2 separate regions of the Sus scrofa genome follow, and region 1 is linked to region 2. Evidence: chromatin contacts called from public HiChIP or PLAC-seq data. All regions are on one chromosome and are shown on one strand. Each heading gives the region's core, a stretch centred on a gene start, on an enhancer-like site or on the middle of the called end of the contact. The rest is flanking DNA. Distances are from core to core; before and after follow the strand shown.

The links. HiChIP or PLAC-seq counts read pairs in DNA pulled down with a chosen protein or histone mark.
Region 1: an H3K27ac HiChIP or PLAC-seq map of alveolar macrophages shows a contact between it and region 2. The contact joins the promoter of GAA here to the promoter of CHMP6 in region 2. A contact is called at or near these places in 3 of 5 promoter capture datasets (fetal liver, fetal skeletal muscle and liver) and 1 of 2 datasets of contacts at active chromatin or transcription factors (alveolar macrophages).

What each region holds. Positions count from the first base shown.
Region 1 is chr12:2,336,292-2,341,121 of Sscrofa11.1, reverse strand. GAA (lysosomal alpha-glucosidase) reads left to right here and starts at 1,255. Exons shown (of 23, transcript XM_021066505.1): 1 at 1,255-1,394; 2 at 4,101-4,227; 3 at 4,230-4,663. The coding sequence starts at 4,134. It overlaps LOC110255946 (a long non-coding RNA gene), which reads right to left and starts at 3,199. Exons shown (of 2, transcript XR_002336941.1): 1 at 2,631-3,199; 2 at 1,295-1,451.
Region 2 is chr12:1,695,704-1,699,928 of Sscrofa11.1, reverse strand. CHMP6 (charged multivesicular body protein 6) reads left to right here and starts at 1,582. Exons shown (of 8, transcript XM_021066499.1): 1 at 1,582-1,715; 2 at 4,050-4,159. The coding sequence starts at 1,653.

The DNA.
Region 1 (4,830 bases), core at 6-2,505, 640 kb before region 2:
GGGGAAGTTGATTACAATGTGCCGGGACGGCGGCGGAGGGCAGTGTTAGGGCAGCTGCCAGCAGCTGGTCTTTCTACCCGGGGAGAAACCAAGCGACACCTGGAGGGTTGGCGAACCCAGGCTTATTACACCGGTGAGCTCAGAGGAGATCGCTCTCCGGAGTCTGAGCCCCGAGGAGGGGTTTTACAGGGCTCTTATGGGCTAGCCCTTCTGGGTCCGTGCTGGGCAGAGCGGACCGGAGTGGGCAGAGGCAGGACGGCTGATGCAGAAGCAAGTTTACAGAAGCTGATGCGTGGGAGGGGTGGTTGGGGTCAGTTGGCTGGACCTTGCTTGGTCATCGTGACCCGGGTGTTCTGTTCTCCCTGCTCATCATCTCAGGACATTTTCTCCTTCAGCAGCAGTAACGACTGGGACCCCACTGACATCAGGCACCCCGAAACTCCACGGTTCCCCCTCACTTCTCCCGAGCTGGGCGGGGAAGGCTGTGCTTGCCCTTGGTGGCAGGGAGGAAGCTGAGACGCAGGAGGATAAGGACCCTTTACTCCCCTCTGCCCAAGGTGGAGATGGGTTTTGAACCCGCCTTGTCTGCACCACCACGGTGGCCTAGGGAGCAGCGGTTCTGAGCCACTTCCCTGAAAGCAGGGTGACAAGGCTTTCTGGGTCGGCAGTGCCACTTGATCTACTGACCTTCAGTTCTTCCCCATTTTCTCTCTAAACTGTTGGCCGCTGTGACGGGGGCTCCTCCCTTTTCTAGGCTCTCCTCCTGGTCTGTAAAACGGAGGCAGGGAACGCAGGGCATAGGGTGCTGCTCTGGCCGTGCCTCTGGCCACCTGTGCACCTTCTAAGGTCTGGGCGGGAAGGGCCGAGTCAGTGCCTCAGAGCTCCCCAAGTGAGGGCTCCTAGGCTCTGAGTTCCCTAGTTTCGGAATCATGATGACAAGGTGTGTCTGGCAAGGTCACGTGGATCTGGGACACTGTGGTATAAAAGGACATATTTCGTCTGCCCCCCCAGTTTCTGGCATGCAGCTCCTAAAACCCCTGGGAACTTGGGAGTGATGAATGCCTTTCCTGTGCCAATGAGATGACTGGGGGGAGGGGGCTGTACACAGCTTTAAAATGGGGTCTGGTCTCCAGAGGGACTAAGGCACTTTCACCTGGCCTCCCTCGAGGGAGGGAGAGAAGCTGGTGATTAAGCCAATCACCACTGGTCGATGGTTTCATCAGCTGTGCCCACATAATGAAACCCTAAACTAGTTGAGGTTTGGGGGCTTCCCGCCGGTGAACTCATGTTGGTGCTGGGAGGGAGGGCCGCCTGGAGAGGGCGTGGAAGCTCTGCAGCCCTCCCCAGACCTTGCCATCTGGCTGTTCCCACGTCGTGTCCTTGATAATAAACAGGTAACAGTAAGCAAGCACTTTAATGAGTTCTGGGAGTCATCTAGCTGTTTATTCAACCTGTGGAGGAGAGAGGTGTTTTTGGGAACCCAGGAGTTTACAGCCGCTTGGTCGGATGTGCCGGTGACAAGCTGGGACTTGCAGTTAGTGTCTGAAGTGGGGGGTGTCTTGTGGGACTGCGCCCTCAACCTGTGGGGTCGGCACTAACTCTGGGAGTGCGTGTCAGATGTGAGTTCAATTGCTGGACACCCAGCTGGTGTTCAGAGAGTGGAAGAATTGGCTGGTTTGGAAAACCCCACACTTTTGGTGCCAGTCATGTGATACAAACACAGTTCACTCTTGCACCAAATGTACCTGTGGCCCGTGGTGGCTGGAAAGCTCCAGGTGGCCAGTCTGTGTCTCAGAGGCTCAGATGCTCCGTGACCTGGGTGCACCTGTGACTCTTCCCCAACACTCGCATCTCTCTGGCGGTCACAAGGATGCGGCTCCCAGACCTCCTGCCACAGGGAGTGTCGTTGGTGGAGGCTCCGTTGCTGGGCCTGAAGTCCAGCGCTGCATCCTGGCCCAGAACTCTAGGGCGGGCCGCTCCTGGGAGACCTGCACCCCTCTGACAGCCAGCTCTGTCTGGCTTGAGGACCCCCAAACCCATGGACTGGCCTATCCTTCCTTAGTCTCCGTGGCAGTCTGGGGCGCCTGGACCCAGCACCCACCGTGGGGTCTGCCTCGAGTGGCTGTGGTGGCGTTCCCTGGCATCCTCCCCATTTGCTCCCAAACGCACAGAAAGTGCTCCCTGATACAACCCTTGCACTTTGAGGAGTTCCCGCTGTGGCTCAGCGGTAATGAACCCGGCTAATATCCACGAGGACATGGGTTTGATCCCCGGCCTCCCTCAGGGGGTGAGGCTCTGGCATTGCTGTAAGCTGTGGTGTCAGTTGCAGGCATGACTTGGATGTGGCATTGCTGTGGCTGGGGTGTAGGCTGGCGGCTGTGGCTCTGATTCAGCCCCTGGCCTGGGAACTTCCATATGCCACAGGTGCAGCCCTGGCGTGTGTAGTCCAATGTCTGTGTCTGTTCCTCAGGGCGCTGGGCCAGCAAAGTTCCCTGTCAAATACTTAGAACGGACAGGTAAGCAAGATGCAGGTCATCAGTCTTAGAGCCGGAGCAGCCAGGGAGGCTGTGGTGCAGCTGCTGTGCCCGGGACCCAAAACCAGACCCCACACGAGAGGGTTTCTCTCACACCTGGCCGAGGGGCCACGTCCTGGGGGCCAGCCTTCTCCTGAGTGTTGCGTGGGGCTGCAGCGCCCAAGACCCTCACAGGCTGTAGCCTCGTCCGGTCGGCTGGAGGGAGGGTACCTGTCTGCCTTCCGCCAGTCTTCACAGGGGAGCCATCTATTGTCGCAACTTGTTTGTTCCAAGTGTCAGCCTGTCGCGTGGGTTCTGTATGTTATTAAGTCGTTTCTACAGACATTCTAGAAGAGTCTATCTGCAGCGTATTGGAAGACTTCACAATGCACAGGGCTCTGTAACCCTGTTTGGGACTTTTCTCTCCTTTCGCTTTTTCCTCCCTCCCCTACATCCGCCCGCATCCTCGCCAGACAGCGCTTCCAGCCCGGGCGCAGTGGGCCAGGCACAAGCTCAGTCTGGAAGCTGCTTTGAGAGTCCCCTTGATCTGAGAGAGACAGCAGGGAGTGACCGCTTGAAGTGAGATCTTAATTCTCTGCTCAGGAATTGAACCTGGGCAGCCTGGAGGAGGACCAGGAGTCCCAGCCACTAGACCAGCTAGAGGCTAAGACAGAATTGTCCTGATTCTTGCCCCCTGTTGAAAATAAGAATGTGGAGTTCCCGTCATGGTGCAGTGGTCAAGGAACCCAACTAGGAACCATGAGGTTTCGGGTTTGATCCCTGGACTCGCTCAGTGGGTTAAGGATCCGGTGTTGCTGTGAGCTGTGGTGTAGGTCACAGACGCAGCTCAGACCCGGCATTGCTGTGACTGTGGTGTAGGCCGAAGGCTACAGCTCCGATTAGACCTCTAGCCTGGGAACCTCCATATGCCGCCGGTGTGGCCTAGAAAAGGCAAAAAGACAAAAAAAAAAAAGAAAAGAAAATTAGAAGGTTTCAAGGAGGCAAAGACTGTGAAAAGAGGTCTGAAGTATATTGTTAGAGTCACAGCAATAGCGTTTACTTAGGTCAGAAGCAAGGCCTTACCACACACCCCAAAGCGGAGTGTGGGAGTGGGCGTCCCCCGGAGTGAGAAGCGCACCAGCGGTGACTGAATCACTTCAATAGCACGGTTCTTGTTATCCTGTTTGAATTCTCACACCTGACGGGGCACAGGACCCTCCCCAACAAGCGTGCGCATCTTTTGACAAAGACGGATTCCAGAGCAAAGGATGCCGGGACAGCGTCAGGACTCGTTGTGGCCTGGCGCCCCTCCCTTTAGGACCCCCGGGGGCCTTACTGCGCATGTGTAGTTGGGGAGCTCTCTTGACCCCAGGAGAGATGGGAGGGGTCATCTCATGTCTCTACTCCGGCTGAGCTCAGCTCCTGCCACTTACTCCCTCCTTGACGTAGCAGAGAAGCCAGGCCCAGTTAACTCAGCCTAACAAGTCCCAGCTGTTCCCAACCCAGGGCCCATCCAGCTCCTCCCTCACCCTGAGACCCTGGCCGCCCCTCCTGCCGTTCCTTTGAGCCTGGTTCTTCTGTCTGCAGGCCTCCAGGACCCGCTGCCCGTGGCGCCCAGCCATGAGGTGGCCGCCCTGCTCCCGCCCCCTGCTGGGGGTCTGTGCCCTCATCTCCTTGGCCCTCCTGGGGCACGTCCTGCTCCACGACTTCCTGGTGGTCCCCGAGAGCTGCGCAGCTTCTCCCAAGAGCCCGAGGAGATGTACAAAGCTCGCCGGCCCGGAGCCAGCAGCCCGGGGCCCCAGCCCGGCCCAGGGCACCGTGGCAGTCCCAGCGCTGTGCCCACACGGTGCGACCTACCCCCCAACAGCCGCTTCGACTGCGCCCCAGACAAGGCCATCACCCAGGAGCAGTGTGAGGCCCGGGGCTGCTGCTACGTGCCTGCAGGGCCAGGGCCACTGGGCGCCCAGATGGGGCAGCCCTGGTGCTTCTTCCCTCCCAACTACCCCAGTTACAGGCTGGAGAACCTGACCACCACCGAGACGGGCTACACGGCCACCCTGACCCGCGCCACCCCGACCTTCTTCCCCAAGGACGTCATGACCTTACGGCTGGACGTGCTGCTGGAGACTGAGAGCCGTCTCCACTTCACGGTGGGCAGGGGAGGCCCGGGGAAGGTGGGTGGGGGTGGGGCGCGTGTGTAGACAGTGGACAGAGATGGGCCCTGGGGGGTGTTGGCTTATGCGCAGAGGTGTGTTGTGCCCTGTTGAGTCCAGGTGGGAGCAGACGCAGTGCCTACACTGAGGGAAGAGTGGGCCAC
Region 2 (4,225 bases), core at 333-2,832:
TGTGACTCTCTTTACAGCAAAGGTCGCCGTATTGCTGGCCTCTGGACGGGAACCAGCAGCAGCTCGGACCCGCGCCTGTACGTGTGCAGCGAGACACGGCAAGGAGTTTCATCGGCCGTGAATCACAGGCAGCTGCTGAGGTGCAGTGGATGACCAGAGACTGGAAAGAAACGGCACTGGAAGACGGGTCACGAGGACACCTGGGGCAGCGACGTGGGGGGCAGAGATCTGGGTCCCCGGGAAGGCGGCTTGAGCCTCCTCTGTCCAGGAGGCGCTCAGTAGTTCGGGTGGACGCAGTGCACACTCTGGACGCCAGTGCTCGGTCAGTGGACAGAGTGGCTTTGGGGAACTCGGCAGCACAGACGTCCCCTCACTGAGGCTCCCCTGGCCACCACTGCCGAGGGCCCCAGACAGCACCATTCTCTGGGGGCCAGCCAGCCCCGCCGACAGCAGGTTGACTAATGAGGACCCTTCCCTCGTGGGGCAGTGACTTGCTCTCATCCTGGGTACAGATTTGCCCCCCTCGCCCAGGGCACTCCTGCCAGCGGCACCATTTGGACTTAAAGATCCATCATGGGGGAGTTCCCGTCGTGGCGCAATGGTTAACGAATCCGACTAGGAACCATAGGGTTGCGGGTTCGATCCCTGCCCTTGCTCAGTGGGTTAACGATCCGGCGTTGCCGTGAGCTGTGGTGTAGGTCGCAGACGCGGCTCGGATCCCGCGTTGCTGTGGCTCTGGCATAGGCTTGGCAGCTACAGCTCCGATTCGACCCCTAGCCTGGGAACCTCCACATGCCACGGGAGCGGCCCAAGAAATGGCAAAAAGACAAAAAAAAAAAAAAAAGAGAGAGATCCATCATGGGGCCCGGGGGACACTGCTTCTGAACGAATTCCTTTCACAGAAAGGGCTGAGCGCTGGGCACGCGCCATGGGCCTGCCTTACTACTTCCCCACTGCCCAGGAGCTGCTGGGCTGCTAGAAAGGTGACCAAGCCCAGGCAGACTGGCTGCTGGGGTGACCGAACAGGGCTGGGTGCCACCTTACGAGCCCCCCAGACAGGAACACGGTGGAAGCCTAGTCTGCAGGTGTGCGGGGCGTCCCGCCCTGTATCCCCGATGCCCCGCGGGGGGTTCCCGCCACGAAACCAGAAGCTGGGCTCCTCCGAGTCTGCCCACGGGCCGGGGGCGCAGAGCGAGGTGGGGAAGGCGGGGCGTGCGTCCCCCTTCCGGGTGTCCCGAGGGCGGTTCGGCGGACACTCTGACCCCCTGGGACGTAACATCACTAAAGGCAGCGTTTTGAGGGCACAGCCAGCAGGGCAGCGACTCGCGCGCAAGGTTTCTGACCGCCCAGGGCGCGCAGTCACAGTGCAAGGGTCCCCCGGAGCGGCAGCGGGAACGTTCAGTCTTGAAGACCACGCAGGCGCGGCTCTCCGGGAACGCCGCGAACCGCGCCCCCGGGGCCGCGCGGCCGCGCCCCGCCACGCCTCCAGGCGGGGCCCCTCCGCGGGCGGTCGCGACCCGCGCTCTGCGGCGCCGGGCCCCGGGCGGCCGCCGTAGTGGGCGGGGCCGGGCCGCGGTGGGCGGGGCCGGGCTACGGTGGCCGCGCGGCGTGGGCTCGGCCGGCGGCGGGGCCGGGGTGCGAGCCGGGCCGCCATGGGCAACCTGTTCGGCCGCAAGAAGCAGAGCCGGGTCACCGAGCAGGACAAGGCCATCCTGGTGAGACGCCGGGCCCCGCGGGCGTGTGGGCGCGGGCCGGGCACCCCCGGGCCCGGGCGGGGAAACCGGAGCGGGGCGGCTGCCGCTGCGATCCTCGCCTCGGGCTCCGTGCCCGCCGGCCGCCCGGCCCCGGGCAGGGCCCGGCGCCCGGGCGGGTTTCCGAGCCCGGCTGGGGCAGTGGGCTTCCGGTGGGGAGCGTGTCCGGGCCGGGTTCCCCCCGAGTCGGAGCGAACCCGGTCGTCCAGGTGTGGGCGATCCAGGTGCGGTAATTGAACTGCGCCTCCCGTTTCCGGAGGCGGTGCCCGCGTCTCGCTGTTTGTGGTCGTACCTTGTCCTTGGACGAGTCCACGCGTGCGGGTGTGGTTTCCTAAGCTCCCGCACCACGGGAGTCGACCCCGACCCGCTTCCCAGTCCCGGCCCGGCCCCGCCGTGCTTCACCGTCGCCCGCTTGCGTGGCCGGCCCAGGTGGGAGGCCCTGGCGCTGGCTGGGCAGTAGGGCCTTATCGCTGCTCTCAGAACTGGGGATCTAAGCAGGGGAGGCTCTGATTGCGCAACTTTCTCCCACATGCTTCCAGTCTGCCTTGGCCCTTGCTCTGACCTGCAACCTGTGCAGTCCCCGAGCTTCTGGGGCCACGCCAGCCCCCCCTAAGCTGTAGGTGGTGGTGGTGTACCTGCCTGTAGAGTCAGGTGTCTCTTGCAATGGAGCGCTGATGTGAAAGTTAGTTTCGGTGGAAAGAATCGTGTGTGTGGAGTTCCCGTCGAGGCGCAGTGGAAACGAATCCGAGCAGGAACCATGAGGTTGCCGGCTCCATCCCTGGCCTCGCTCAGTGGGTTAAGGATCCCATGTTGCTGTGAGCTGTGGTGTAGGTCGAAGATGTGGCTCGGATCTGGCGTTGCTGTGGCCGTGGGGTAGGCTAGTGATCCCCAGGATGGGAACTTACATATGCTGCGAGTTAGGCCCTAAAAAGACAAAAAAAAAGAAAAGGAAAAGGTAGTTTTTGTACCAAGAAAGTAATGCAAGTGGCAGATGGGTTTCGTTTTGTTTTACTGTGGCTTCTGTAAGCTGTAAGTTTTTAACTACAGTTCCCTGCGGAAGAAGAGGCGGCAGGCGTGTCCGTCGTCGCTGGAGAAGATCAGGGCCTGGAGCACCTGCCGTGGGCCTCACCCCCAGGGGCTCTGCTCCACCCTGGGCTTCTGGCTCTTCTCTCTCCGAGGGCTCATCTTGGGGTTTCTCTCCAAGGAGACCTTGCTGTTGCCAAAAATTCACACTGGTGGGGTCACAGCAGAATAACTCCGTCGGTTCACACTCCACGGAAGTTACTGCCTGGTATCTTCGAGGGTGAACACCTGAGCGGAGGAACTGGGACCTCCTGCACACTGTCCCATGACCCTCTGCTGAGACCCCTTGTCTCATAAAGAGGGCGGCCCGCCCACACCTGCTCCCCCTAATGCTTTACACGCAGCCCGAGGGCGTGGGGCGGGGGTGGATGCCAGCTCCCGCACAAGAGAGACAGCCAGTGCTGGGGAACTGGGGCAGGACACGTGCTGGACACAGAGCCTGGCCCTCCGGCTCTGGGGGAGCACGCCGGGGCGCTCTCTAAAGAGAGCGGGGGGCAGCCACTGCAGACAGACTGACCAGGTCTACACTGGGGGATCGTCTCCCAAGTCTTGAAGACGCACATACCCTCAGCCCAGTCAACCCACTGCCCGGCGCGATCCTCCATCTGCGATGCCCGGAGCTCGCAGGTGCTTTGCCATAGCATCACCTGAAAGGATGGGATTTGGCAGAAACGTGAACGGCCTAAAGTAGGGAAGGATCGACTAAGCGTGTAAAGGCCACGCGTCCTTTTGGAGACAGGACATGGGGGTCCCAGTTGCTTGGCAAGGTCACCCGAACCCATCACCTCAACACGCCATTTGTTGTCCACACACATACGGTGACAAGTGACAAGAGCAGGGAGCTAAGCACGTATCGAGCCAGTGGCTGCAGCCGGCAGAGGTGTGGAGCCGGGCGGGGAGCCCCCAGACCCCAGCCGTCCGGGCTGGCGGCGCTCCTTGACCAGCACCCACACTCCTCGCTGAGGGCGATGCCACGGTCTGGGGGCCCGGGAGCCTGGGCTTTGCAGGACATCGAGCCGCCTCCCTGGCCTCCATCCCCAGAGGCCGGTGGCCTCCCTTGTCACCACAGCCGGGACGTCTGCCCGCAGTGCTCCCTGCCCGGGGCCCATGTGTCCCCACGAGAACCGTGCTGGAGGGTGCCCTTCCAGCAGTGGCGGTCGGGGGCGCCCAGTGCCGCGGGGGCTCGGTGTGGACGCAGGGCCTGCTCTCGCGCAGCAACTGAAGCAGCAGCGGGACAAGCTGAGGCAGTACCAGAAGCGGATCACGCAGCAGCTGGAGCGGGAGCGGGAGATCGCCCGGCAGCTCCTGCGCGACGGCAGGAAGGAGTGAGTGGGTCGGGGCGGCTGTTGCCCGGGGGTTCTGCCCCCGCCAGCCCGGCACAGGTCACGGGG